6 separate regions of the Sus scrofa genome follow, and regions 1, 2, 3, 5 and 6 are each linked to region 4. Evidence: chromatin contacts called from public HiChIP or PLAC-seq data. All regions are on one chromosome and are shown on one strand. Each heading gives the region's core, a stretch centred on a gene start, on an enhancer-like site or on the middle of the called end of the contact. The rest is flanking DNA. Distances are from core to core; before and after follow the strand shown. Region 1 overlaps LOC102165506 (a long non-coding RNA gene). Region 2 overlaps LOC102165506 (a long non-coding RNA gene). Region 3 has its middle 120 kb from the start of JUN. Region 4 overlaps FGGY (FGGY carbohydrate kinase domain-containing protein). Region 5 overlaps LOC102165506 (a long non-coding RNA gene). Region 6 has its middle 180 kb from the start of JUN.

Evidence for each region. HiChIP or PLAC-seq counts read pairs in DNA pulled down with a chosen protein or histone mark.
Region 1: a contact with region 4 is called in an H3K27ac HiChIP or PLAC-seq map of alveolar macrophages. The contact joins two enhancer-like sites. A contact is called at or near these places in 1 of 47 Hi-C or Micro-C datasets (embryonic fibroblasts) and 2 of 2 datasets of contacts at active chromatin or transcription factors (alveolar macrophages and skeletal muscle).
Region 2: a contact with region 4 is called in an H3K27ac HiChIP or PLAC-seq map of alveolar macrophages. The contact joins two enhancer-like sites. A contact is called at or near these places in 2 of 2 datasets of contacts at active chromatin or transcription factors (alveolar macrophages and skeletal muscle).
Region 3: a contact with region 4 is called in an H3K27ac HiChIP or PLAC-seq map of alveolar macrophages. The contact joins two enhancer-like sites. A contact is called at or near these places in 1 of 47 Hi-C or Micro-C datasets (skeletal muscle) and 2 of 2 datasets of contacts at active chromatin or transcription factors (alveolar macrophages and skeletal muscle).
Region 5: a contact with region 4 is called in an H3K27ac HiChIP or PLAC-seq map of alveolar macrophages. The contact joins two enhancer-like sites. A contact is called at or near these places in 2 of 2 datasets of contacts at active chromatin or transcription factors (alveolar macrophages and skeletal muscle).
Region 6: a contact with region 4 is called in an H3K27ac HiChIP or PLAC-seq map of alveolar macrophages. The contact joins two enhancer-like sites. A contact is called at or near these places in 2 of 2 datasets of contacts at active chromatin or transcription factors (alveolar macrophages and skeletal muscle).

What each region holds. Positions count from the first base shown.
Region 1 is chr6:153,333,838-153,338,859 of Sscrofa11.1, reverse strand. The region is part of intron 3 of LOC102165506 (a long non-coding RNA gene); the gene reads right to left. Among named protein-coding and RNA genes, the nearest start is that of FGGY, 120 kb to the right of the region's middle. Within about 2 kb of position 3,454, at least 39 of the 83 cell types and tissues checked have an H3K27ac peak or open chromatin away from gene starts, as enhancers often do. A contact at or near this core is called in alveolar macrophages, where this site is marked.
Region 2 is chr6:153,354,613-153,359,110 of Sscrofa11.1, reverse strand. The region is part of intron 3 of LOC102165506 (a long non-coding RNA gene); the gene reads right to left. Among named protein-coding and RNA genes, the nearest start is that of FGGY, 140 kb to the right of the region's middle. Within about 2 kb of position 2,975, at least 2 of the 83 cell types and tissues checked have an H3K27ac peak or open chromatin away from gene starts, as enhancers often do. A contact at or near this core is called in alveolar macrophages, where this site is marked.
Region 3 is chr6:153,559,533-153,564,191 of Sscrofa11.1, reverse strand. No RefSeq gene overlaps it. Among named protein-coding and RNA genes, the nearest start is that of JUN, 120 kb to the left of the region's middle. Within about 2 kb of position 1,766, at least 76 of the 83 cell types and tissues checked have an H3K27ac peak or open chromatin away from gene starts, as enhancers often do. A contact at or near this core is called in alveolar macrophages, where this site is marked.
Region 4 is chr6:152,766,349-152,770,990 of Sscrofa11.1, reverse strand. All of the region lies in intron 14 of FGGY (FGGY carbohydrate kinase domain-containing protein), which reads left to right. Among named protein-coding and RNA genes, the nearest start is that of HOOK1, 59 kb to the right of the region's middle. Within about 2 kb of position 2,345, at least 14 of the 83 cell types and tissues checked have an H3K27ac peak or open chromatin away from gene starts, as enhancers often do. A contact at or near this core is called in alveolar macrophages, where this site is marked.
Region 5 is chr6:153,372,583-153,376,973 of Sscrofa11.1, reverse strand. The region is part of intron 3 of LOC102165506 (a long non-coding RNA gene); the gene reads right to left. Among named protein-coding and RNA genes, the nearest start is that of FGGY, 160 kb to the right of the region's middle. Within about 2 kb of position 2,568, at least 1 of the 83 cell types and tissues checked has an H3K27ac peak or open chromatin away from gene starts, as enhancers often do. A contact at or near this core is called in alveolar macrophages, where this site is marked.
Region 6 is chr6:153,502,944-153,507,729 of Sscrofa11.1, reverse strand. No RefSeq gene overlaps it. Among named protein-coding and RNA genes, the nearest start is that of JUN, 180 kb to the left of the region's middle. Within about 2 kb of position 2,274, at least 23 of the 83 cell types and tissues checked have an H3K27ac peak or open chromatin away from gene starts, as enhancers often do. A contact at or near this core is called in alveolar macrophages, where this site is marked.

The DNA.
Region 1 (5,022 bases), core at 2,205-4,704, 570 kb before region 4:
TGAATGGGGACACAAGAATTCATGGCCCAAGGATTTTCTGAGTCACTCATTCCACAATTGTTTGTTGGGCCCTCCTGTGTGCCGGGTTGTTGTAGGCACTGAGAAATCCTAGTCCTTGCCATCAGACAAGAAAGACAGAAAGACTAATGAAAGTTGAAACGTACAGAACACCTACTAAGCACCTGCCACTATTCTGAGCGTTAAGGTGTCTCTCAACAACAACCATACAAGGAAGGTATCATTATCATCCTATTTAACAGGGAGGGAAACTGAGGCACAGAGAGGGTAAGTTACTTCCCCAAACTAACACAATTAGTAAGTGTGAGAATCAGGATTGGAACCCAGGTTCTGGAGCTGATGGGCTTCATCACTGTGTGATAGTGCCATTACACAGATGATTAAACAGAAGTAGACAGGTAAGGTGATGAAAGATGTGTTGGCAGTCTAAACTCTCACAGTGGATTACAAAAGGGGGCGGGGTGATTGATTCTGATTGGGTGGGTCTAAGGGGATTTGAGCAAGAAGCCCCCTGGAAGCCGGGCTTTGGAGAGTGAGTACGGTTCTTAGGTATCCTGCCAGTAAGGGGTACGGGTGAAGGATGAGGGGAAGGGCATTCCAGGCAGAGAAATCAAGCTGTGTGATTTCTTTCATGCTGAGGCATGAAACAGCAGAGACCTGTGTAGGAAATGGCAGGTGGTTCTGTGTGACGGCTTTGTAGGGCTGGGAGGTGGGAAAAGGGGAGACAAGATATATATTGGCAATGATGCTTGAGAATGTTCCCTCAGCCTTGTGTGAAGATTTCTGATGTTCAGCATGCTTTTCTAACACTTTTGATCATCCTTAAAACACCAACCAGTAGGCAAGTCAAATCATATGTCTATCCCTATGCTGGAGATAAGAAAACAGGTCAGAGAAATTAAATGACTGGTATATCATTAGTACATAACCAAGAACAAAGTAGACACTCTGACACCTAACTTGAATCATCTGGGCACTTCTAGCACACAAAGCATTTTGCTGAGCACTGGTTAAAAAAATACAATTCAGTTCTCCTCCATGTTTTCTGTTACACATGCAAAGATGAGGCAACTCAGGTCAGCAAAGGACTGGATATAAAGCTTTGAGAGAAAAATAACTACCAAGAATAATCACCAAGGGCACTGAGCGTCACAGTTGCAAAGCAGGCGAACAAGGCGAACCTTATTTGACATCTGGGAAGACACTGTGGCAGACTGGACTTATAATATTTGTGTTCCCATTTTTCAGATGAAAAAACTAAGGTTCAGAGATAGTAACTGATTTGCCTAAGGTCATACAGCTTGCAGGTGATAGAGCTAAGGACTCAAACGTTAAGTCTTTCTAATGCCAAAGTACAAAATCCACAAGGTCTGGTAATATCATAGCAGCCAATATCTATCCTATGATTATTATGTGCCAGCCACTGTGTTCAATGCTTACGTGTAATTTTTAAATTTCATTTCCACACATGTGCTATGAGATAGAGGCTGCTGTTAAGCTCAGTTTAACGTAAAGAAAACTGAAACTCAAAACAGTAAAGGTCTCTCCACTAGAATGACCAACCCACCACCACGCAAATCTCTTCTCTTTAATATCATGCATACTGTGGACTCTTGTCTAGCCCACCTGAACTAAAGAAAAAAATGCTTTGAGCTTTTCATAAAACCTCTGTGAAAGCTGGGACATTGGATGATGCAAAGTTTCTAAGCATTCTGTACAAAACTCTCCCCTTTGTGGGTGAGCAGCTAAAAGGCCCTGACTGCAAATCTGCCGAGTTCCCAGACTCCCAGGATATCCCTGGTTCCTTTACAGTCAGGAAGAGAGATCGTGACTTTCATTGCTCTGGACAAAAAAGGACTTAGACTGGGCAGGAGTCAGGCACAAGATAGGCCTGGCTTGCAGGGCAACATGAACCTGGCCTTGGCAGAGAAGTCTGCAGGACAGAGCTGGGATAATGGAAGAACCAGCTAACATTCTCTGGGTGCTCTCTTTATACTGGATACCCTAATATCTAACCCTTAACAGAAACCATTCACTCTGTCATCTGCCCAGGGAGGTAGTCATCATTACAGCAATCTTTCAGATGAGAAAATTGAAGCCCAGAGAGCTTAAGTGCCTTGTCCAATATTACATAGCAAGTCAGTAGTAGAAGCAGGTTTCCAGCCCAGCCAGTCTGGCGCCAGAGCCTACACGCCAACCTATAGGTTACACCTGAAGAAGGCCTTTTGTAGGCAACAGAGCTCTCCATTAAACCTATGAGGAGGGCCCAGAGAGGTCATGGAACTTCATCAGTAACACACAGCATCACCCAATGCTTCGTTGAATCCTCAAGTTTCCACTCTAGAGCCATCCCACTCCTCCTTCCTCACCTCTCTTTTCTCTACAGCAGCCTTGCCTCTAAGCTGGCCTTGTAGGTTAATGGCAACCAGCTTGGGAGTCAAAATGAGGGTTAAATCTTGGCCATACAACTCACCAGTTGCAGGTACTTGGACAAGCTGCATGGTTTCCCGGCCTCAGTTTTCATATCTATCGAATTGTTGTATAGTCTTGTTCCCCTAGAAGGGAGACTGAAAGGGTTAACTGCGGTACTGGGCAGTCCTTCTGCGTCATTGTTTTAACTTCTTCAGAGCGCTGTGAAGAACACCTCCTCTGGGACAGTGTTCTCCTTGAAAGACATCCAGCACACACTAGGTCCTCAATTAATCATGGGATGCATGCATACATTTTCTTGAATACATGAGTGTCTAGCACAGAGGCCAAGGTAGGTAAACACTAGTTTCTCTCAGCCAGGTGACTTCATAGGGTCCAGTCATCTGCGTTTATTATTTATTAGGTTAATAAACTAATTTTGGTCAAAGTGTCCATAGCTGCTAACAGTTGAAACTAGGGTCATTCTTCAAGGTAAGATTGACATATTAACTGCAACTCTCTAGCAGTCAGACAAAAGTAGGCTGTTTTATCCTACCATGAGACCTTCCAGAAGAAAAGACAGAACAAAGAGAGGTAGAGGGAAGAACCGCCAATGCAGGGAGGGCAGAGAGAGGTGGGGGTGGGGAGGGAGCAGAGGAGGATGGAAGTGGTAGAAAGGGATCAAAGACCCAGGAAGCCCCCCTGCTGGCAGGTTCACTTGTTTTCACCGCTCACAGCCCAGAGCCTAGGACTAGGCAGGCACATCGTGGGCGCTCGGTAACTCTTTGCTAAAAAAAGCCTGGATGTGAATGAAAAAGGAAAAGGGGGCAGGGAGAAAAATTCCGGCAGGGGAGAGGCAGAGATGAAGAGAGAAAATCAGCGACAGAGCTCCAACAAAGACAGACAGGACAACCAGAGGCAGAGAGAGGGCGACCGGCGGCCTGGGCAGGGGGTGGGCGGACCTTGCTAGCGGAGCCGGGCGCCCCGGCCCCACCAGCGAGGGCGCAGCAGATGGGCTGCGGGTGCGCACCCAGAGCGCAGCGCCTCCGCCCGTCCGCTCACCCGCCCGCTCGCCCGCCCCAGGCAGCCATAAGTGGGACATGTGGCTGGAGGAAGGTCACGGCCTCGCGGAGGGGACTTTCCTGGGGTGGGGGTGGAGGACCTGGGAACGCTGGCCTTTAACTTCCCAGGTCAGACCACCCCGCGCGGCCTCTGACGCAGGGACCCCGGGGACCTGTCCTCTGGTCTGACCTTTTAAGTCCCTCCCTGCCATCAAGGCTCTAACAAAGTCCCTCCCCTCCCCCAGCCTAGGGGTTCTCACACTTGAATGCCTCAGAATCACCAGGCAGCTTTGCTCATTAATTTAATGGAACGATTAAATTAAGTCCGTGATTTAATTATTGTTAAATCCATTGTTGCCTGATCCACTGCCACCCCTGTTCTGATTCAGTGAGTTTCGGGTGGGGCCTGAGACTATGCATTTCTAATAAGTTTCCCGGTGAAGTTGATGCATTTGGTCTGGGGACCAGCCCTTGAGAACCACCGTCCTGTATGGGACAATTGTCTCCCTCATTTTCCTCCTTAATCCACAAAATACCTGTTCACCTTCCCAATGAGCCTGGAACCCTTGGCAGCTAAGCAAACAGGTGGAAGAGAGGGGACCTGCATTTGGGCAAAGCCAAGAGGACAAGGGGAAACTCAACTCCCAGCTCTAGAGGCTGTCACCAGCGTTAGTGGCTTACTCTAGTCTCCTGGGAGGCCTCTGTGTGGGATCCAGAACAGGGCAGAACCCTGAGTAGTTAAAAACCAGGTTAATAGGTTTGGCTCCAGAAAAGGAAGAAAAAAGCCCTTTCTTCAGGAGAGAAGAGTGTACAAGGAGGACGCCTATTCATTCATCAACCAGTGGTGCCCTAAGTAGTGCCACTGACACTCATCATTCAAAAAAAAAAAAAAAAAAGTTAATTGAGCAGCTGTTTATGCCAGGCACTTTCTGGGTGTTGGGGATATTGCAGGAAACAAATTTGAGATTAATATCTTAGGGAGAATGCTTTTCAGTAGGGAGATTAACAAGAAACATGGGAAAGAGTAAATTATTGAGTACGTTAGAAGGTAATAACTAAGGAAAAATGTGAGTAAGGTAAGGGAGTGCCAGTGGGTGCAGTATTCTTATTTTAAATTTTTTTAATTTTTATATTTTTAGATTTTATGGTCACACCCATGGCATATGGAAGTTTCCAGGCTGGGGATTGAATCTGAGCTGATACAGTTGGATTCTTAACCCACTGCACTACAGTGGGAAGGCTGAGTGGGTGCAGTTATAAACAAGATGGTCAAAGTAGAGCTTGTTGGGAAGATGACATTTGAATCAGGAATTTAGGTAGCTAGCTGACAGAACTTTCAGGTAAAGGGAACTGCCAGTGCAAAGGTCCTGAGGCAGGAGCATGCCTGGTGTGTCTGAGGCCTCCCGGAAGAGATCAGTGTAACCAGGGTGGAGGTGGGGTGTGGGAAGAACTGAGTAGGAGACGAGGGCAGAGGTCAGAGGCAGGCAGGAAGATGTTATAAGGCTGGGCAGGCCATTCAGAGGGGCTTGACTTT
Region 2 (4,498 bases), core at 1,726-4,225, 590 kb before region 4:
TTTTTTTCCAGTTTTTTTATTGTTTATGATGGGAAAATATGTCTGGATCCTGTCACTCCATCATGGCCTGAAATGGAAGCTCAGCTATCACACTTTGTACAGTAGAGAAAAGAGGAAAACTCAAGACTGGGAGCAGGGATATTCATATTACAATAGCCAAACGAAACAACATATACAAAGAGTGATGTCTAAAATGTCAAAGCCATCCTAGTCTGCATTAAAGGAAGTATGGTGTCAAAGACTGGGAAAGGGTAATCCCACTGAATCCCACTCCACACGGAACTGGCCTTGTCCCCTCATTCATTTCCTCTACAAGCATGTTTTGAGCACCATCTTTGTCATTGTTTGTGCTAGGCACCAAGGAGACCATGATGAATGAGATTTAATCTTTGTTCTTTAAAAACTCATAGAACAGGGAGAAATAGACAAGTATCATGGAAATAACAATACATCACGATACGTAATACAGTAGAAATAAACCCAGGGGTTATGAAAACACAAAGGAGGGATACCTATTCCAAACTGAGTGAGGGTGGGGGTGGCAAGATGGACTAAAGGAGATAGTGGCTTATGAGTGGAGTCCTGATGGATGAGTAAGAATGCATCAGCTAAAAGAAGTGGGAGGAGCTGGAGGTAAAGCACACACATGCAAAAGCCTATTCAGTTTCTTCAGGGAACTACAAGTCTTTCAGAGTGGCTGAAGTGTCAGGTAGGACGAGGAGGAGTGGGTTGAGATGAGGCTAAAAAGAGATGTAGGAGCTGTGTAATATAAGGTCTTATTGAACATTTTAATTCTATTCTAGGAAAACTGAGGAACTACTGAATAGTTCATCCAGGTGAATAACATGATCTGATTTGTGTTTTAGAAGAATATCATGGGCTGCAGTTTAGAAAACTGGCCCATATGGGGGAAATAATGACCCATCAGGAAGATGTAGTATTAATTCAGGCAAAAGAAGATTTGGGCTTGAGTTGTTATTGGAAATGAGAGCCAGGATAAAGACAGGAATGGGAGGAACTTAGAAGGTATAATCAACTGAGCCTGAAGACTGGTTGGAGTAAGGAAGCAAGGAAGGAATCGTAGACAGCACCTGGGGTGTGACTAGGATGACTCAAGTATTCTATTAAGGGACGGCAGATTTTTTGTTTCTGTCCAGATTAACTATTGTTTTGCCATGTGTGGGAGTCCACCCTTCTAGTTGCCCTGGCCTATGTACTTCCTCTGGGTGTTTGAGATTATTTCCTGTCTGCTAAGCTGCCTCCCATCTCTTGCCTTTCTAACAGTCAGAATCTGTATAAGCCGATACTCCTGACTACTCTTCTGGTTCTGCCTGAATTACCAGGTTGAGTACCATTTGGGTTTGTATCATTCCTCAATCTGCTCCAAACCTTATGTCTCCAGCTCAAGAGTTCTTCCATATTCTATCTATGACTCATCGAAAATCATGACACAGACCTGACAGAATAATACTTGGAGATCAGCACTAGAAGAGAGTTAGGCTTCAGGTGGTACAACATGCCAATTTTCCACTTGAAAAAATTAAAAACATAGCTTTATCCTTTCATTCATACATTCACTAAATATGTGTTGATTTTACTATGCTCCTTGGGTAAGTATACCTTATTAATAATTATAACTCTCCCATATATAGAGGTATCTCTGTAAATTCTTATAACCTTTTATTGGGTAAGAAAGATGATGATTTCCCTGCATTATAGGTATCAAGACTGAAGGACAGAGGTTCAACCTACAAAAAGTGAGACGAAGGACTGATCAAGAAAGACTGATGGGATCATGGCAAAGACTGCTAGCTGTTCCATGATCTGGGTTCTCCTCTCCTTTTTTGGTAATAGGACCTTCCATTATTAGGTGAGCACCTGAATGTAGTTAGGTAGGTGTATCAAAGTTCCAACAGAAAACAGATGACACACTCAAAATGGAATAAGCCAACGAGGGTTTATTTACAAAGGGGCAATTTACTAAGAATTGGATGTGGAAGAACTTTAAGTATAGTGCAATAATCCAGTGCTCAGAGTAGCTAGGCTGTTACTTCCCTCAGGGCCTAATGGGATGAAGAGAGGGAACAGTTACCAGAACCTAGAAAAAAAGAGAGGCAGGTAAAATCAATCATTCATCAAGAATCAGTAACTCTCAGTTGAGGGACAGAGCCAGCCCAATGCAACCTTGAAGGGAGGGATCCACAGAAATAAATACCTGATTTCACTTTTTTTTTTTTTTTTGATTTCCTGCTAGAGTCCCTATTGTCCAAGCTAGAACCACAGAAGGCACAGGTTACCATTTCCCACTGATGAGGTCTGCACGGTCCAGCTTCCCACGGTAAAGAAAGATGAAGAGGAGCAGGCAGTGAGTCTACAGGAGCAAATGGAAGACAGCTGGCATATGAGAACTACGTAACTACGTTTTGGCCAGTGGAATAGAAGCAGACATAGTGTGTTCAACTTTGGGGCACATCTTTAAAAGGAGGGACATGTCTTCCTTTTTTGATAGGTTGGGTTGATGACATGATGACTGGAGTTTGAGCAGCCATCTTGGTCCACGAGCCAGAAGTTACATCCTGAGATTGGCAGAATAGTATGATAGAGGGAGCCTGGATTCCGGAGGATCAGACAATTAGTTCTGGTTGCCTACATTCCTTTGAGAGACAAATCAACTTGTAATCATATATTGGGGTATTCTGTCTGAAAACTGATGCAAACCTTAACCAGTTCAGAAACCAAACAGGACATTCTTTTGGGATCTGGACTGTATTGGTTATGATTTTTTTTTTTAACTTATAAGCTTCTGAATTGTACTTTGTCTAGCTTAAGAAAAGGGGAAAATTATTGGAAGGATGTTGGGGGTATCTCAGAGAATCAAAGGAAATGCTGAACTACCAAGATAGGAGAACCCAAGGCAGTTCTGGTATCTCAAAATTCTTTGTGGCCTTTCACCCTGGAGGACTGCCACAAATGTGACTCAGCTCCAGCAACTCCCAGTCTCTTCAGCAATTTATGCCAAATTTCCTATTTCTGTTAGAGAGAATCTGACTTGTGTCATTATCGGGGGAGGGATGGGGAGGGTCATAATACAGACAGGTTCACTGGGGTCCCCCACAATTCTTAGAACCACTGATGCATTGTGTGTCAGTCATAAACAAACAAGTATGGTTTAACTTTAGGGGGTCCCATGACATACAAGGAAAAAAAAACCTCAAGCAGCTATGGCATGACACTCAAGGTCCTAACTCCTTGACTGTGACGAAGGGACCATTACCTCAATTTATACAGATAATTTAAATACTAGCAACATGGACAATAATTATGCCTGGTCCCCAGGGGATACAAAACAAAGATTCATTTCCTTCCATTTACCTTCTCAATACCTGTTGTTAGGAGCTCATTACAGGGGCAAAGATGGACAACAACTCAAAGCCAAAATTTTGTATAAATTTACCAAAATTCTCAATATCTACTATAAGTCAGGACCTATGTTGCATACAATTGACAGAAGAAAAAAAAAAAGACTAGGTGTTTTTAAGAAATCACAGACTGGCAGTGAAGAGAATCATGTAGACAAATGAACATAATAATAAATAGCGAGTTATCTACCATAGTAGAATTAAGTATCAGGTGCATTAAGAGAGAGCAGAGAAAGCAACTGAGAAAACTGGAAGAGGTGACATTAGGGGTTAGTATATGTGGGTAAGCAGGAGTCTTATAGGCATAAAAGGGAGGAAGAGAATTAATTCTAAGCAAAAGGAATAGCATGTGAAAACTACTGGGGCGTGAAAACGCCATCCATGTTCAGGGAAAAACTATAACCTCCATGTGAACAGACTCCTAGGCACTGACTGGAAACTCATTTGTTCATTCATAATTTACTGAGCACAGCACTCTGCAGGTTCACCAAAAAATTAAAGATAAATGAGATGCAATCCTAATCTTCAGAGGGAAAGGCAAACACAATGGCTACAATCAGATGAGCGCTAAGCAGAGGGGATGAAAACTCTATGTGAGATGGAAGCGGGGGAAAAAGACATTCTCTAGGGACTCAGAGTTGCCCAGAGCTGGGGGAAGGAGTTAGGACCTTGAGTGCCATGCTATAGCTGTTTGAGTTTTGTTTTTTTCTTGTAGGTCATGAGACCCTATAAAGTTACACCCACACTTGTTTGTTAAAGTAAGATTCTGATTTGCTGAGGCCACTTTGAAACCTTCTGACCTGAGGCACCTAAATCCCACTCGTTTTATGTTTGTGTGCCAGGTATTGTGCTAGGGATTTTATATATGTTATCTCATCTGAGCTGAGATGGGTCCAAGTAGAGGATGTTACATGCCCAGCTTTGGAGGTGAGCAAGGGCAGAGACTAGAGACACACCTTGTAGTGGTGGGGAGGGGGGTGGGTGGGCAGGTTAATGCTGTTTTATGAGTAAGGCACAGGAGTTAAAATTCTTCCTACTTTTCCAAGAAAGGTTAAGCTAACCAGAGTCTATTTGTCTTA
Region 3 (4,659 bases), core at 517-3,016, 790 kb before region 4:
TTTATGAGTGCAGGTGTGTGTGTGTGTGTCAGAGAGGGCCATCCAACTTTCTGTATAACGAGGCCATAAAGAGAAATGGTGCATCAACTTTCTTTGCCTTTGACTGGAACTCTATCTGGTCGCTGTGAGGCTTCTGGGTGTCATGTTCAGTGACATTCTCTTGGCTTCAGGGCCAAGTATCTGAATTCTCATTCCCTGTCTACATCCCACACCAGACTGGAGAGCCCCTGAGGACAGAGCTCCCATACTGTCCCCCAGTACGCAGCACAGTGCCTGGCACAAGCAGTTGCTTAGCAAATAAATTTGTTGAATGAACGACTATTTGTTGGATGAACTCTGGGTCTTTGGTTAATAATTTATGTAGAAAGCAAATAAATTAATTGCGAGTTAACCAATCTAGTTTGGTCAATAAAATCTTTCCCACTGTGCAATCAATGGGGTAGGAGGGAAGAACATAAGGGTCTTTTGAAGAGGAACAATGTTGGGATTATTGGTCTAGATCAGTGGTTTTAAAAAGAAAGCAAAGCTGTACTTTTAAAACACTTGCCACCAGGGGTTTTGATTCAGTGGATCTGAGATGGAGTGAGCTTCCCAGGTGATTCTGAGATGACCAAGTCAGTAGTACCTGGCTCTGGCAAGTACGGGTCCCTTTCTGTCCTAATTTTTCCTTTTTTGTCCCCATCTCACTCAGCTTGTGCTTGACACTTTGAGTAATGGGAGCTTACCACCTCACAAGGCAGGCTGCCCAACCCAACAGCCATACTGATAATAAGCACACCAGTACAGTGACCATATGTAGAGGTTTTTTTGTTTGTTTTTGTTTTTTTTTTTGTCTTTCTAGGGCTGCACCCATGGCATATGGAGGTTCCCAAGCTAGGGGTTGAATCTGAGCTACAGCTGCCAGCCTATGCCACTGTCACAGCAACGCCAGATCCGAGCTGCGCTGCTACCTACACCCCAGCTCACTGCAACCCAGAATCCTTAACCCACTAAGGCCAGGGATCAAACCTGTGTTCTCATGGATGCTAGTCAGATTCGTATCCACTGAGCCATGAGGGGAACTCCTTCTTTTGGATCAGAGGTACTAAGGTACAGATGCTACTGATTCTGGCGGCTAGGTATTATTTACCCCCATTTTATAGTGAAAGAAAGCCAAACTCCTGAGGTTTAGTGGTGCATTCAATGTCTCAGAGGGTGCAGGGCTGGGCCAGGATTCCAGCCACCCCTGGTGGCTGGTTAGCCCACGTGCTTCCCCCCGGGCCTGGAGCAGGTCCCGGGGTGGGGGCGGGGTGACTCCTGGGAGGAGGGGAGGGATCCCGGTCGCCACGTCGCCGGCCCTGCCTGGCTGCACACCGCGCTCCGCCCAGCCCTCGCGGGCCTCCCCATAGAAGGTAAACCCAGGCAGGATCCCATGAGAGCTGGCGGGGCCTGGCGCCCCGCTGGTTTCAGTTTCTGAAGAGCCCAGCCCTGAGCAAACACGGGCTGGGAGGAGGGTTCTGGAAGCCTTCCCAACAGATAGCAGATTAACTCGCTGCTGCCTGGGAGCCACCCACGTGGGGACGGGCTGGGTCACCAGCAAGCGGCCTCCCTGGCAGGCAGACAGTCCCTGCGGGGGGCCGGTCGCCCCTGGCTGCCCAGAGCCACCCGAAGCCGGAGAAGGCACACGCTGACCCGCCAAGACGACCTCGGTGCCAGTTCCAGTCCGGCTCTGGCCGGGACCTCCAGGCTGGGTGACAAGGCTGAGGGACGGCCCCAACCCCACCCTCCAAATAAGGACAGATCTTCCTGCTTCAGCCTGCCTCTCCAGGGCGTTCCTGTTCCAACGTGTACGCAGAACGCTTAGAATGTTTGTTTTCTTTCTGAGAAAGAGGCTGAGGGACATGGCCAAGGCCGGCGTGAACTCCAAACCCAGGGCATTCTCTGTCGGACATTTTTCGGGCCAGACAGACTCGGGTCTGAATACTAGTTCTGCCACTTCCTATCCAGGAGACCTTCGTGTAAATTTCTTCATCTCTCTGAGCCTTATTATTCTCATCTCTAAAATGGGGATAATGCTACCTATCTCTAAGATAGGTTCTGTGGAGTCGATTAGATAGATACAGATTATACATATTAAGTATTTAGTGCCCTCAATCAATGCCAATTAACATTATTATTAATTATATTGTTACTACAAATGACTAATAATGACACTTAGGATTATTATTACTAATGCAACTGGGAGCATGGGTGTAAAAAAAATGGGCTCAATTAAAATTTTTTACTGAGGGAAATAGTTTTATGAGAGGTAAATAAAGATTGGAATAACACTGGGTCGCGAGCACATGATCTCATTTAGTATTCAAACAGCTTCACAAGGCAGGTGTTATTATCCCCATTATACAGGTGAGGAAGCTGAGGCCCCTGGAAGTTAAGTAACTAGGCCATGTCACACACTGTTCATACCTGGTATCCTGGCCTCCGGAGCTCTGTGATGATATTCCCTAAGCCTTAGCTACCTCAAACTTCCCCACCTCAACAAAGGAAAACTCTGGAAATGATAAAAGTCACCTCCTTCAGGCTGCTTTCTTAATTCTCTCTCTCCTCCCCTAGTAGAACAAACGCTCCCTCTTTTGTTCTCCTGGTGCGGGTAGCATGTGACTACACACCCTTGTGGGCTGTCTCTCTTCTCCAGGGAGTGTGCTTCTCAGAGGCAGACACTGTACACTTTTTTGCATGTTGGGAAGGTCTGTACGCTGTTGTTGTTAAGTACAGACTTAGGAGCCCAACTGCCTGGGCTCAAACCCTGGCTCAAATCGTGGCTTTACTACTTGTTGGCTGTGGGCTTGAGTAAGAAACTTAAGTTCTCTCTGCCTCATGCCCCTTATCTGTAAAATGGAAATTAACACTAAAAACAGCCTCATGGGAGTTCCCTGGTGGCCTAGTGGTTAAGGATCTGGCCTTATCACTGGTTCAAGTCACTGCTGTGGCAAGGGTTTGACCCCTAGCCCAGAAAGTTTCCCATACTCTGGGCATGGCCCAAAAAAAAAAAAATGCGTCTTGTGTGGACTTGCTGTTGCATTGAATGGACATTTAGATCTAGATCAATATAGATCTAGATACCCTACTGTGAATCTCTTGAGTGATAGGTGTCCAATGAATGAAGACAAATTGCTAAAGTCCTGAATTTTCCTTGTTAACAGAAAGTGAAACGTAAAAAGACTGTCACTGAGCATGGGTCAGTGTCAAGGGACCCAAGATCTGGTTCTGAACCTGTCTCTTAATTTAATGTGTGGACTTGGACCTATCTCTTCCTCTCTCGGAAGTTATTTTTCTGCCAAAAGAGAAGTTTGGCTCCTATAGGTAGATGGACTTTGAAGGGTAATATTCAATGGTATTAATGACCGGTCCCTTGCCTGTAGGACTTTTACTTGAGTGTGTTCTAAGTTAGAGGTCATACCCAGAAATAAAGGACCAGCTCACCACTGGAAGCACAAACCTCAACCGCTGGTAGGTGATGGCGCTAACCTTGATTATAGCCAGCTTTTACTGAGCATGTACTAAGGCCAGGCATTCGGCAATGTCCCATTGTGGTCCTGTTTATTTTTCTCAAGAACCCCATAAAGAAGGATTACTGTGATCCCTATTTTACAGCTAAGAAAACAGAGGCTTAGAGGTTGGAAGTAGTTGGACAGGGAGTAGAGTCCTTGTTTGTCAGACTCCAGTTCCCTGCTGCCGACAAGAATCCTTCCTAGAGCCTGCTGTTCAATACCCTCTGAGACAAGGAAGCTATTAGCATTCAAGCCTGTCCATTATAAAGCATCTTGAATAGCTGGAAAGGGTAAAGCTGTCATTTTTACATTCGCTTCATGACTTTAGACTTAGACTCAAGGCAGACATAAGGAATTTCCATTGTGACTCAGCATGTTAAGGACCCTACGTAGTCTCTGAGGATGTGGGTTTGATCCCTGGCTTTGCTCAGTGGGTTAAGGATCCAGTGTGACTGCAAAGCCATGGTGTAGGTCATAGATGTGTAGGTCATAGATGTGACATAGGCCAGCAGCTGCAGCTATGATTTAACCCTAGCCTGGGAACTTCCATATGCCATGGGTGCGGCCATAAAAGGAAAAGAAAAGAAAAAACAAAGGCAGACATGGTTTGGGTAGAGGGTTAAGAGAAGGAAGGTTATAAATTCCCCCCAGGGAAGTCTTCCGTCGCTGTTTACAACAGAGAGGTCAGAAGACAGAAGCCTCTGCTCTCACCTTTCTGGGCTTGGCCTAGGCCCTGATCCACAGATGTGGCCTGGGATAGAGCTGGGGGGATGGGAGGGTGGATGCTGAAATATCCCAGTACAGCCTAGACTGAGATTGGGCTGAAAGCAAAACATCAGAAACTTGTATCTGTCATCACCAGTCCATCGAGATACCTTCCTTGGGGGTAATATCTCAGGGAGCAGGTTAACAAGAAGTTTGGAGCAAATCAGGACGGCAAAACTGAAGGGAGCCATTGGCTCCAGGGTGACTGACTCTGCCTGTCCCTGCCTTGCTGGGTTTGCCCTTTTACCAAAAATAAATATCCCTCTTGAGTAGCTATTGAAAGCCTTCATTCCCAACAGGATGAAATCCAGACTCCTCAGAGCAGCACCAAGGCCCTTCACTATGTAGTCTCAACTCACTCTTC
Region 4 (4,642 bases), core at 1,096-3,595:
TGGAGGTCAGGCAGAAGACCAGGTGCCGGTCAAAAGATGACTGTATCAAAAATCAAAACAAAACAAAACAAATAGAAGAACAACTAGCCATTTCTTCATGCTTGTTGGGGGAAAATCACGTTGCCCTACTTTGTTTTTCTTTGAAAGGGTCATGTGCCTCAGCCCACACATTATCATGTGAACTTGTTGTTCCAGTAAAATGAGTCAGAGTTCCTCAAGAAGGCAGATTCATGTATTTCAGAGCTGTGTGTCAGCATCTCTGAAAAAAGGTGCAGTGTACAGGATTGGTGCTTCTCAGGCACAAGCACACGCTCATTCTTAGCCAAGGAGATCACACAGCTAATGAGCAGCAGAAGTGGGATTTGAACTCAAGCCCAGAGGACGCAAGCATCAGGCTTTTTGCATTGTAGGGGGGAAGTGTGTAGGGTCTGAGCGCAGGGCTAAGCAAAGGCCTGGAGTCAGAAGGGGCTCTAAATTCTGGCTTTTCTGCATTTTTGACCTTGGGCAAATTCTTTATACTCTCTCAGTTCACTTCTTGGTCCATGAAGGGGGAAGAGGTGATGATATCTGTGTCATAAAGTCGTTTTGAGAATTTCAAGAGTCACGTCCATAAAGCGATTAGTGCAGCGCACAGCACAGAGCAAGCACCTGGGAAATGTTGGCTTGAACCGGTAACCTAGCAACTGCCACGGAATTGGCTGCTGGGACAATGAATGCTTTGTTTTTCTGATCATACCCCATCAGTTATAAAAATTTTGAGCTTGCATCCTCAATATGTGGAAATGTATTTATGAAGAGGCATACACATGTTTTATTGGGCTTATAGGTTATCTATATTATAAATATAGCTGAAATAAAAGATTTCAAATATTTGCTCATCATGATGTTATTATACTAACATTAGACAGTGTCTAAAGATCCACAATCTAAGGCCAGGTGAGTTTTGAATGATTTTTTTTATTATTTCTAAATGATTTTGTATGTGCCACTGTATTTATATCTCAAACAGTATTCTTGATCATTTTAATTTTTGTCTCAATTCTTGTCATAGTCTAAGCCGTCTTTGTTTTTACCTTATACTGTGAAAAGCTAATACCAGGGAAAAGTGTCATCATTTTTCCTTTTTGTTTACTTGAATCTGCACCGTGACCATTGCCTTTAGTCCTTTGGCCAAGTCTTTCTCAGTTGCTTGCCCATTTTGTGAGAGTTTGTTTAAATAAAATTAGATAGCCCCTATACACTCCCACCCTGGAACATGTAGATGACGATGGGTAGCAAACCCCTGGAAGCTGGGGACATAGACTGGAGGGCATGCTGTCATGCCCCCATGATGTAAGGCTCTCACTCTTACCTTGGGAGATTTCACGTGTCTTACTCACTCATGACTGTCTGATGAGGGACCAACGGGTGGTGCTGGTGACAATCTGCGTATTAAGTGCTGGTAAAGTTGAATTCATTTCTTTAGACTACACGTCTTATAAACGGCACTTCCAGTATGTTTTTCTGGAATCCTAACCAACCACTTCAGCACTCCCTGGAGTGAATGTTTACCATTTTAGAAACACCATTCGATGATCTTCCATAACCTCTGTCATGAAAGTCATCACCCTTTCATTCAGCAGCTCAGCAAACATTAACCAAGCCCCTGTAAGTGATAGGACCATGTTGGGCATGAGACCTACACTGGCATGCTTACTACCTTCAGGGAGTTCATGGAATAGCTCTCCCCAGGCCAGGTTCTGGTTATTCTTCCTGATAGACCATGACGCTGCACACTGCCAAGTTTGCAGTGTCCTTTGATTCCTGGCTCTAGACTACCTATAGCCTTCCCAAAGTCTTTTTTTTTTTTTTTTTTTTTTTTTTTTTTTTTTAGGACCACACCTAAGGCATATGGAAGTTCCTGGCCTAGGGGTCAGATTAGAGCTGTAGCTGAGACCTACAACCACAGCCACAGCAATGCCAGATCCGAGCCACATCTGTGACCTATATAGCAACTTGGGCAACGCCGGATCCTTAACCCACTGAACAAGGCCAGGGATCAAACCCACATCCTCATAGATACTAGTTGGGTTCTTAACCCACTGAGCAACAATGGGAACTCCAACCTTCCCAAGTCTTAAGGCCGTTGTTCCCCTTCCCCTGCGCAGGGGAAAAGGTATCAGGTCCCATGCTTCCCAGATTTCCCGCGTTTGTGTGTCTGCCACTCATGGAATCCCCATCTTCTGCAAGGGGGCTGAAGAGCCCCTACCTTTCTTAAACCTAACTTCCCTGGGTAGCTCACTCAGTGTAGCCGGAAGCCCTTGGCTGGCTCCCAAGCCAGGCCGTAACCCGTGAGAACTGGGAGTTCCCTGTGCCCACACAGCCTGATGACGGCCGGCTCTGCTCCCAGGGAAGTGGTGAGCAGCCTGTGCAGACGGGTATCTCAGCCTTGACACACCAGCGAAGGGTCAGCTCCCATGAATGCGGTCTTTCATGGCCTTGGTACAGGGCTCCTATTTTTTCCCTACAGAAACCCTTGCACTTGCTTTCAGAAGTGACGATCAAATGTGAACTTTCATGGTTTATTTATAGCTCGGCCTTATAGAGAGAAAGAAAAGAAGTGATTAAAATGCAATTTTACCAAATATTTTGTTTTCAAAAGCTTTCATTGTGTGGGCAAAAAGGAAAGAGAAGAGCCCCTGTATTCGTTGTGCTGTCTAGACTCCCAAACAAAGAGGGTAGCGTGCCGCAAATCCAGATTGTCCGGCTCCAGCCTGCTGACAAAAAGTATGAATTTTGAGGCCAACTTCAAATACACTCTTTTAACAGAAATATATTGTGGAGGTGACTATATTTAGCACTGTCAGCATTTCCATAATAAATTCATATTGTTATGCTGTGGTAATTTCCAGATTTACTGCAGCCCGTGGGTTCATGAGGTTTCAGTTTTATGTTAATTATTTGGAGAAATGGGAAAACTCAGCAGTGCTATTTCTGATGACAGCACTGATTCTCTGGGCATTCTCCACATTGTGTCAAATACCCTTAATGAGCCCTGCCTCCCAAGAGAGACAAAAGTGAGCACAAGTCATTCTGGCTGCTTGTAGAAGCATAACTTTTTTTTTTTAAGAGTGCAGTATAGTTTTATTTTCTTTAAAATGATCAAATCCCTACATGCCACTCTAGAAAGTTAAGAAGACATACAGAAAAGCAAGTTCGCAAGAGAAAAATCATCACCCATGCTCTTGAACCTGTTAGTATTTTATATATTTTCATCCAGTGTTTACTATGCATGTGTTTCTTGGGTTTAGCACAAACACAGTTTTTGAGGTAGAAATGAAAAACAACTGTGTTTGTGTTGTTTTGCTCTACTTATTTATTTGTTGACATATAGTTGATTTACTGTTTCTGGTGTTCAGCAAACTGATTCAGTTATATACATCATATATTAGGTTATATATGGATGTGTGTGTGTGTATGTACATACACATACATAACCTTTTTCATATTCTTTTCCATTATGGTTTATTACAAGATATTGGTTATAGTTCCTGGTGCTAGAGTAGGACCTTTTGTTTATTATTTTATATGTAGTAGTCATATCAGCTAGTGCCAAATTCCTAATTTATCCCTCCCTCCCTTCCCCTTTGGTAACTATAAGTTTGTCTTCTATGTCTGTGAGTCTGTGAGAAACAACTGTATTTTTCACATACACTGTCCATTTTCTCTGCCCTGGTTAAAAATTCTGATAATTCTGTTACTTTCTTAGATAAGTAGAAAGCCACTTAGATAATACAAGTTTTATGGTCCCTTTAAGTTGTGATACCTAACCAAAATCCAGACATTAGAGTATCAAGAAATATATAATAGTCATCACTTCTCATCTAAAGATAAGACAACTCCTTACTCCTTGAGCCAAGGATGCTATCTGTACATGTCAGGAAGGAGATGGCTGTGATCAGATTCTTCTTTTTTCCTCATTCACTTTCTCTCCAGTATATTAGCTTTCTTCTTGTTCTTCTGATGTGGTTGGAGGGTGTGAGGGAAGAGAGCTTAGCAGTGTAGGAAAGTTCTTTTTTTAATGAATTTTATTACATTTATAGTTGTACAACCCAATTTTATAACATTTCTATCCCAAATCCCCAACACATCTCCCCACCCCCAACCTGTCTTATTTGGAAACCATAAGTTTTTCAAAGTCTGTGAGTCAGCATCTGTTCTGCAAAGAAGTTCACTGTGTCCTTTTTTAGATTCCCCATGAAAGTGATAGCATATGATGTTGGTGTCTCACTGTCTGACTAACTTCACTTAGCATGATAATTTCTGGGTCCATCCATGTTGCTGCAAATGCCATTCTTTCTTTCCTTTTAATGGCGGAGTAATATTCCATCATGTATGTGTACCACATCTTCTTTATCCACGCCTCTGTCAATGGACATTTAGGTTACTTCCATGTCTTGGCTATTGTATATAGTGCTGCAATGAACATGTATCTTTTCGGAAAGTTCTTATCTTGATCAGCGCTGCCATAAATGGACTTCATGCCCTCTTAGTTTAGACCAGGACCTCTTAGTTATGTGTTTACAGCTAGACTCTGTCATAGCATAGTTTCTTTCTTTCTTTTTTGAGACTTTTCCACTTATGGACACCTCTCACTTAAGTT
Region 5 (4,391 bases), core at 1,319-3,818, 610 kb before region 4:
GATTTTCCTGGGCCCCATGGCACAGGACCTATTTTTAGCTCAGTCTTGATGGGACACGTTTGCCGAGTGTTGCCAAATCACAAGAACAATCACACCCTGGGAGCAGGCGGGCTCTGCTTGGCTCACAGACCACACAGGGCTGCCTGGGCATCACCCAGCCTCCACCCAGATGCTGCTTCCACCTGCACCAGCCCTAGGTGGGGAGAAAGGGATTCCAGGGGAATTCAGGGCAAGGCACCTCCTTCCTCCCATCACAGGATGCTGAGCAGGGTCTCAAAAACCAGAGGTCCAGAGAGGCACTGTGACTTATCCCCGGACGCCCAGCCAGTTGGCCTAAGGTGGGAATCAGACACCAGGCTTTCCCACCCCTCCTTTTCCCTCACAACTTAGACACGATCTTTGTGGCCTCCAATATGTTTGTGTATTTGGGTTCAATCTGCTTCTGCTAACAACAACAACAAAGCCCATCGCAACAGATGGAGCGTCCCAGGAGGCAGTGGGCAAATGGAGACAGCCAACTAGCAATTGCAGGAAGCAGTTTTCTATGGACAGTAAGAGCAACCCAGAGAAACTGGTCAAGGGGGCAAATATTGTGGCTCCTGGTCACAACTGTAGTGGTATTTTTATGCTAATTCCTCCCAAAGTGGTAAAGGGCTAAAAGTTTCTCTCACTTTATTACCTAATATCTCAGTACAATTTACCTAAGAAGGAAGAAAGCCAGAGATGTTTTATTCTTTTAATCATAAAGATGTTAGCAATGATAATAACTGCTATATTTGGTGTCAGGCCCCGCACTTTGCATTCATTAGCTCGCTTAAGCCTCCCAATAACCTCGTGAGGTGGGAAACATCAGCCTCATTTTACAATGGAGAAAGGAAGGCTCAGAAAGTGTGAATCAGTTGCTCCAGGTCATACAGCTATTCCGTGGGAGTGTCAGAGCCAGGTCTGGAGACACCCAAGCGTGTCAGCTTCACCACACGGTGCATGTGCTCTAGAAAAGAGGAAAATGGGTGGGAAAGCGGAGGACAAACAGATGGACAAACAGCCATGAAAGTGTCTTCACATAGCAAATGGACTCTTCTGTAGCATGAGGAATAAGGAAGACCTGCTCCCTAACCAAGTCGGAGCTGTTGGGTCAAAGTTAGTGGGAGGCAAATATTATTCAGTGTGAGAAGGGAGCACTGTGCTTTGTGGAGTCAGGGGCCTCAGATGGAGCCCCCAGTCTGGAGGGGAGTAAGCAGGACTTGAAGATGATGCATCTAGGATGGAGGAGAAGAGAAGACTGGAGAAGGCCACTCCTGAGATGCCTCCCAGCTCAGAGATCCCACAGTGTGTGAAAATGCCAGGCTCTGCAGGGCAGATACCATGCTCAGTACTACCTGCTCCCCCCATTATCCAGCACAGACCCACTCAGTCAGTGGTGAGGACACGTTTGCTGGGGCCCAGTGTTACAGGAGACACAATGGATTTTCTCTGCATGGGCCTCAGAATGGGCCCTCAGGGAGCAGCTCTCTCCTGGCCACATGAATAGGTCTCAACTCCAGCAAATGGTGACCCAGAATAAAACCTTCATTGCCCAGTATCTCCAGCTCTAAATCTGGCAGTGTGGCCAAGGCCTAGTTAATCGGAAGTAAACAGAACTGCCAAGGGGGAGGGGGTGGGAGTTGGATAGATCAGGAATTTGGGGCTAGTAGATGCAAACTATTGCATTTGTAGTGGATAAGCAATGGGGTCCTACTGTATAGCCTGGGGAACTAGATCCAATCATTTGTGATGGAACATGATAGAAGATAATATGAGAAAAAGAATATATGTATGAAACTGGGTCACTTTGCTGTATAGCAGAAATTAACAGAACATTGTAAATCAACTATAATTTAAAAAATTTAGGACTTCCTGCCCTGGCTCAGTGGTTAACGAATCTGATAGCATCCATGAGGATGCAGGTTCGATCCCTGGCCTTAGTGGGTTAAGGATCTGGCGTTGCTGTGAGCTGTGGTGTAGGTCTCAGATGTGGCTCGGATCCCACATTGCTGTGGCTGTGGCATAAGCCTGCATCTACAGTTCCGATTCGACCCCTAGCCTGAGAACCTCCATATGGCAAGGGTGCGGCCCTTAAAAGCAGAAAAAAATAAAATAAAAATAAAAATATGAAAAAAAAAGAAGTAAATAGAACTGGAGTGGGCAAATTCCAGGAAGTGTCCTCTTGTGCCACTCTCTGGCCTGACAAATGGATCTAATGATTCAAGCCTGCGCAACCCCCCTGCATCACGAGGTGGAAGCCATGAGGATGGCAGAGCAGTAAGACAGCGGCTTACCAGGGAGTGGCTACCCGAGCCCTGTGCTGCCCACGTGACCATGACCAGAGAGAGAAAGAAGCTTTACCATGTGGGGGTTTCTCTTACTCCTGGCAGAATCCAATTCTAATTCTCACAGAGTTGAAAAAGGTCAAAATCCAAAAACAACCACATGAAAAAATGATTGTGAAAGCAAGTCTGGTAGGATTATTAAGATGTAAATAATCATAGAAAAGGAGGAAAGAGGAAGACAAAGAGAATAGGAGGAAGAAGGAGGAGGGGGGAAGAGGAAGAGGTGAGGAGGAGGAGAGGGGAAGGGGGGGAGGGGAGGGGAGGGGAGGAAGAGGGCAACAACAACAAAAATGACAATGATGATTATGACAAGAATGTGTCCTGTTTATGACCAGGAGACACTATTCCTGATCCTCAAGCTAGAAAGAACTCAACGTTCCCAGGGCCGCCATCCTAGTTCATACACCCATCACATCTCAGATGAAATGCTGGGCCAATTTTCTATTTGGTATCTGTCTCTGGTCTCTCCTTGCCTCTCCTCCATCCATCCTGCAGACTGTTATCGAGGACATCAGCATCACTCCCTTCTTCCCAGTCCTTCCTCGCCTCCCTCTGTGCCTCAGACTAGATAAGAGCTCCTTAGCTTGACACTTGCCCAAACCATCCCTGCCTTATATCCCCTTCACACCTCCCTCCCACTCACATTTCCGTTTTAGGAAGAGTAAATTAGTCCCTCTTCCCCAAATGTCCCTGCTAAATTCCTGCCCCGTCTTTGTTTACACTGGCTTCTCCACCTGGGGTTGGGATGCCCTTTACCCACATCTCTTGAGTGCTGACACCTCATCTGTCTTTCCTGTCTCAGGCCAAAGGCCCTCCTCTCCATGAATAATTCTCAAATCTGTTTGCTCCAGGGGTGATCAATCACTAAAGCCTAGGGATTTTCTCCTATCTCAGGCTACCTCCCTCAACCCTCACCCTAAAGCCCGTCTATGGTAAGAGAACTCAACAACAGAGGGAGGAAGAGGCAGAAGAAGGAAAGGAGGGAAGGAATATGTCTCTGGGGTGCAGGATTAAGACTAGTCACTATTAAACTCTGTCCAGGATTCCCCAGTGCTTCTTGGTCCAACCCCCCTGCGTGACAGTCAAGGTACCCCCATAATCTAACCTTTCCTCACTTTTAATTGCTGCAAAGATGTCCCAGGCCAGGTGGATTAAATGTCATATCCCAAGATTTTCCACCTCTGAGACTGTATTCCTGTGGCCTCCGTCTATGCTCTTCCTTGTCCCATAAAGACCCTCCATTTTCAAGGCTCTGTTCCACTTTACTCCTCTATGGAGCCCCCCTGATCCTCTCAGTCATCGCCCCTTTTCTGAGTCTCCTCCTGTCTCACAGAGCGTTCATTATGCTCCTTCTTCCATTATACTTGCTAGACAGAGCATGGAGCTTTGGAATTAGATATGTCATTGGCCAAGATAGTAAGCTTGCTCTGCCTCTGTTTCCCTCTCTGTAAAATGGGGATCCTAACACCTGCCTCACAGAGTAGTTGTGAAGATTTAATGAGATAAACTGGTGTTGAAAACAAGGTTAGTGTCACCTTCCCTTCGGAACTCAGTGGACAAGTTGAGTGTTGCTGTGATCTGGCAACATCTGCTCGAGACAGGCTTGACTGTGTGGTCAAGAGCAAACCCTGATACTTCTAGCACCAGAGAGACAACATGACCTCATGGCTAGAGAACCAGGTAACCTTAGGCAAAAGGTTTCTCAAGTGCCCAGTTTGGACCCTGGGGCAGACAAGTATCCCGGGACAGACCAGGCTTCCTGGTTGCCAGGAAGCAAAGGAGAGCAGCATGGAAGTCCTCCTTGATCTGGTGAGGCTGGTGCAACAGTGGGACCTCTGATGGGAGTGCTCAGAATACCTCAAGGGAAGTCTTGAGTCAAATGTCCCCCAGTACTGAGTGCTGGCCAGACCTCTCAGGGAATTTGCTTCTCTCAGAGACCCATTGTTTGAGAGGGAACTGAATAAATGCAAGGTTTCAGAAGAGGGAGCCAGCCTGAAGGGTGGACAAAGATACCACTCTCAC
Region 6 (4,786 bases), core at 1,025-3,524, 740 kb before region 4:
CTGGCCAGCAGGCTAGGCCATCAGATACAGTTGGCTCTGGGAGGGTGGAGGCCTGGTCTGGGTCGTACTTTCCGGACTCGTTGGTTCCTCCTCTGCCTTCCTTTGTCTCCTTCTGGAAGGGACTCCACTGCTTGCCAGCTTGTCCCTGGACCTCTGGACACATTATGGATCCACATGACCTGGGAGGGATAAGCAGGTGACCTGAAGCATGACAGCTACAGCTAAGAGAAGGTTTCAGAAAGGTCTGTGGCTTCAGTTTCAGGCCTGATGAAAGGAAAAAAAAAATCTAAACACAAACCCAGCAGGCTGCCTGCCAGGAGTCTGTGAAACACAGTCCAAGCCAAAGCCAGTGTCGGCCAAGAGGGAAATTACAGGCCTTAAATGGGAGACTAGTCTGCAGAAAGCTCCCAGTTGTGTTTGGCATAAGTTTGTTTGCCTACATATGTGTTTATGTAGACGTATTTTTCAAAGTGTATCTCTTTATTATTTATGTATTTAGCCTCAAGACCCTTTTTAAAAACAATGTAGAAAGAGTACTTTAAAATACTTTAGCCCTTGATGATATTTGGGGCCACTCCATTTAGTTTAGTTAAAAGTCAGCTCATATTTACTGACAGCCTATTTTGTACCAGGCACTGTGCTCGGCGCTGGAGGTCTGGGGATGCAAAAGGCAGTTCCCTACCCCAAAGCAGCTCAGTGTCCAAAATAAGAAAAAGAAACGTGCACAAGTAAAGATCTCAGAATACCGTTGGAGACAAGGTCTCTCAGTTAAGTGTAGCTGGGACCCAAAGGACGGTGGAGAGGGGGTCTAGCAGGTTCTCACAGGCAGACAAAAGTGGAGGGGCCCTGGCTTGGCTGTATTCATTCATGGAGGTGTATGAGTCAGCTATTGCTGCAATAATGCTAGGTAACAAGCCACCCAAGACTCAGTCACTTACAACTATAAGAATTTTTTCTTGGGAGTTCCTTTTATGGCTCAGTGGTTAACAAACCTGATTAGGATCCATGAAGATACGGGTTCAATCCCTGGCCTCACTCAGTGGGTTAAGGATCTGGCATTGTCCTGAGCTGTGGCGTAGGTCACAGACACTGCTCAGATCCCACGTTGCTGTGGCTGTGTAGGCTGGCACCTATAGCTCTGATTCAACCCCTAGCCTGGGAACTTCCATATGCCATGGGGGTGACCCTAAAAAAGCAAAAAATAAAAATAAAATAAAATAAAAAATTTTTTTCTTCTCACTCTTGGGTTTGTGGGTTGGCTGGGTAGCTTGGGTTCCAGCTTCAGCTTAACTGGGGCTGTGGGTCAGGTGTGGGTCTGTTGCATTTGTCTCATCCTGTGAGCTAGGGTGAAAGGTAGCCTCTGGTTACTCCTTGCATGGTAAATGAGCAAGTAAGCAGACAAAAATGTAATGAAACAGGTAATACCTCTTAAAATTTCAGCCCAGAACTGCCATGCCGTCATTTCCCCCTTTTGCCCATCATTCCTTTGCCCATGATAAAGCCCAATATCACTGGACAGGAGAATGTATTTGCTCAGTCTAATGGGAAGCCCTACAAAGTCAAATGAAAAGTGTAAAATTCTAACATAAGGAGAGAAGGGAAAATTGGAGAAAGGTCCTGGGCTTCACAAGGAGACTTAATTTCAAATTTGAGTTACGCTTAACTGCTTTGGAAACTAGAGAAATCACTTAACTTTTCTGAATCTCTTTCCTTCTTACATACTGAGTGCTTACAATATACTGGTCACTGAGCTAAGTATTTTATGAATGTTGTGTTTGTAAGGTAGGTAAGGTAGATAGATGTTCAGCCCCAATTAAATGGAGGAGAAAACTGAGATTGACGGAGGTATGTGACTTGCCCAAAGTCACATGCATTCAGAGTTTCATACCATGTTTCTCTGAGCCACCTCTTCTTACTTGAAAGAAGGTGTGTATCCTCTCTGCCATGTAAAGGGTGCTTGTTTCAGGTGAATTTCTGTCTTCTTTCACCTTATAGAATCCTGGAACCCCCAGGTCACTGGACTTTTGCTTTCTGGTGAACTTCAACCAAGGGATAACCAGCTGATGTGACTGGCCACCACCACCCTAGTTTCAAAGTTCATTGTGGTTAAAAAAAAAAGTAAGAGCTATTCTTAGCAGCGATTGGAGGGTGATCTCACTTCCCAGTCACGAGTCTTCGGGAGGAAGGACACTTGAAGCAAAGCCTGGACAGTGTTGATGGTGCAACGTGTTTGGTGCAGAGGCAGATTTCGTAATTGCCATGCCTGTCAGGTGATGCCTTGGCCTCTGTTCCCCGGATATCTTTCCACTCTGGGGCCAGCTGTTCTGACATCGCTGGGGAGGGACAGGTGGCAGCTTCTCTTTTGCAAGACTTGATTCATGTGGCATGGAAGATACGAGCAAGAGCAAATCTTGGATCAGACAGACCCTATTTGAATCAAGGTTGTGCTTCTCTCTCTCTGGGTAGCCTTGCTCTCGGCAAAGCTGTTCCCTTTGCTTGCTTAACACCCCCACCCCTGACTTCTCAGAGTTAGCTCTCTCTGCCTAAATGTCCCCTCATTCACAAGGTCTTCTCTGACCCTCTCCAGCTCTATGCTCCCTTAACACCCTGGACACTCAGGCCTGGCACTCAGGCTTTCCTATTTACTCGCTTATTTGGCTATCTGCTACTAGGATACCTATTCTGAGAGGGCAATCCCTGCCTCATGTCCCACTGAAATCCTCCTTGCTTCCTAGTGCCTAGGGCATAGGACCCACTCTATGAACATTTATTTTGTCTAAAGAATTCAATAATAAATTACTAGAAGCAGGCTGCTGCTTTCTCTGGCAGATTCAACATTGTCGGGGCTGTGGAAGACACTTGGCTCTAGGTCCTTGCTACTTAAAGTGTGGTCCATGGACCTGCATCCTCTGGGAACTTGTAAGAAAAGCAGTTTCTCAGGCCCCATCCTAGACCTACTGAAACAGAAGCTGCCTTTTAACCAGATCTCAAGTGATTTGCATACACAGAAAGTTTGAGAAGCACTACTCTCGACAACATGAGGCTATTTTTAGAAATCACATCCAAGTGTGGAATCTTGTTTTGGGATATTCAAAGACTGCCTCTAAACCAGCTCCACTGCAGAACCCACCCACTAGTTTTAAGTGTACAGACTCTGGGGGGTACTGCTTAGAGAGAACTGCCGCTGTTTGGGTGGACAGGTGATCTGTTTATTAAGCAAGTGATTGCCTAGGTCCTTCTAATGACTAGTTTCAAGAGCATGCTGGATGCCCCACGGAGCCCTGGGGAATTTTCTATTAACTCTCTAACAGGGACATGGGGATGGGCCAGTGCTTGGTATCTAGCCTCACTCCAGCTCTATATAAAGAGTAGTATAACCTCCTCTTTATATAGAAGGAGGCTGAAGTCCAGAGAAGGTAAGTCACTTGCCCATGGCCACACAGTCGGGGATGAGGTACGGTGGGGATATTACCTTTGCTCCAGGCTGACTCCCCAAGGAAAACCACCCTTCTAACTCATGGTGGTAAAACCCCTGCCTTGTTCCACATTCTGTCCTTTAAGTCTTCTTCATGAAGGACTAACTATATTCTCTGAACCACACAAACTGGCTCTTCTCTATCCTCCTGACCTCATCTCCTATTATGTATATCTTTGGCTTCCTCTGTTCTAGCCACACTGGCCTGCTTTCTGTCCCTTGAACACATAAATGCTGGTGCCCACCCCAGGACCTTTGCACTTCTTTCTGATTGCAGCACATATCCCCAGATCTCTCCATTTTTGCCTGTTTGCCTTCTTTTTATCATTCAGGTCTTACTTTAATGTCACGTCCTGAGAAAGCTTTCCCCAACCACCCTAGGGAAAGTTTGCCCTCCCTCCAGCCTCTCCACTCCAACCAACAGCCACTTGCATTCCCATTATTTTATTTTTTTTTATAGCACTTAGTTCATCCAAAATTACCACGGACATTTATTCTGCTGCCTCCTCCCCACACCCCTTTCTCCCACCATTTGAGTGGAAGCTCATTTAGGGGCCTTGTCTGGTTGGCTGCTGTATCCCTAGACTAGAACAGTGCCTGACACCTATCAGGGCTCAATGATATTTGCTGAAAGTATAAAGGTGGGCTCATACTGAAAGTGACAACACAGAGTAGCTATTGCATGGATTCTGCTGTCTGACAGATCTAGGTTTGAGATGCCAATTCAATTTTGTGACCTTTGGCAATTCTTACTCCACCACCATGAGCCTCAGTTTCCACATCTGTGAAATGGGGATAACTACGCAACTCGGAGAGGTGGTGAGGACCACATAAAGCCACGTAAGAGACAGAGTTGAGCATAATTCAGATCCTCAGTAAATGTTGGGAAACCCTTCATACCTGCTCTACCCCTCAGATCCTGAGCCTTAATCGTGACTGAACTTCTTCTTGTTCCTCGTTCTCACCTCCAGGTCTTTGTTCATGAGGGACCTTTGTCTGTACTTCCCTTCCTTCATCTTTGGCTGTCTGTGAGTACCCACTCATCTTTCAAAACTCCCCCTGGTTTCCCTAGTCCCCTGAATAACTGGTCCCCTCTGTTTACTGCCCATGATAGGACCTCACCCAAACATCTAGTCAGAGCCCCTGTGACACTGTGGCATGATTCCACACTTGGATGGTTGGGGGCAGGGGAGGGGGTCTCCTCTCCTTCTGGCAGGTGGGAAGCCCAAGCAAGTCCTGACATAAATTCACCGGTGAGGTAGTCAATGCGATAAGGAGGTGTATTCGAATTACCAGTGGACCACACTTGAT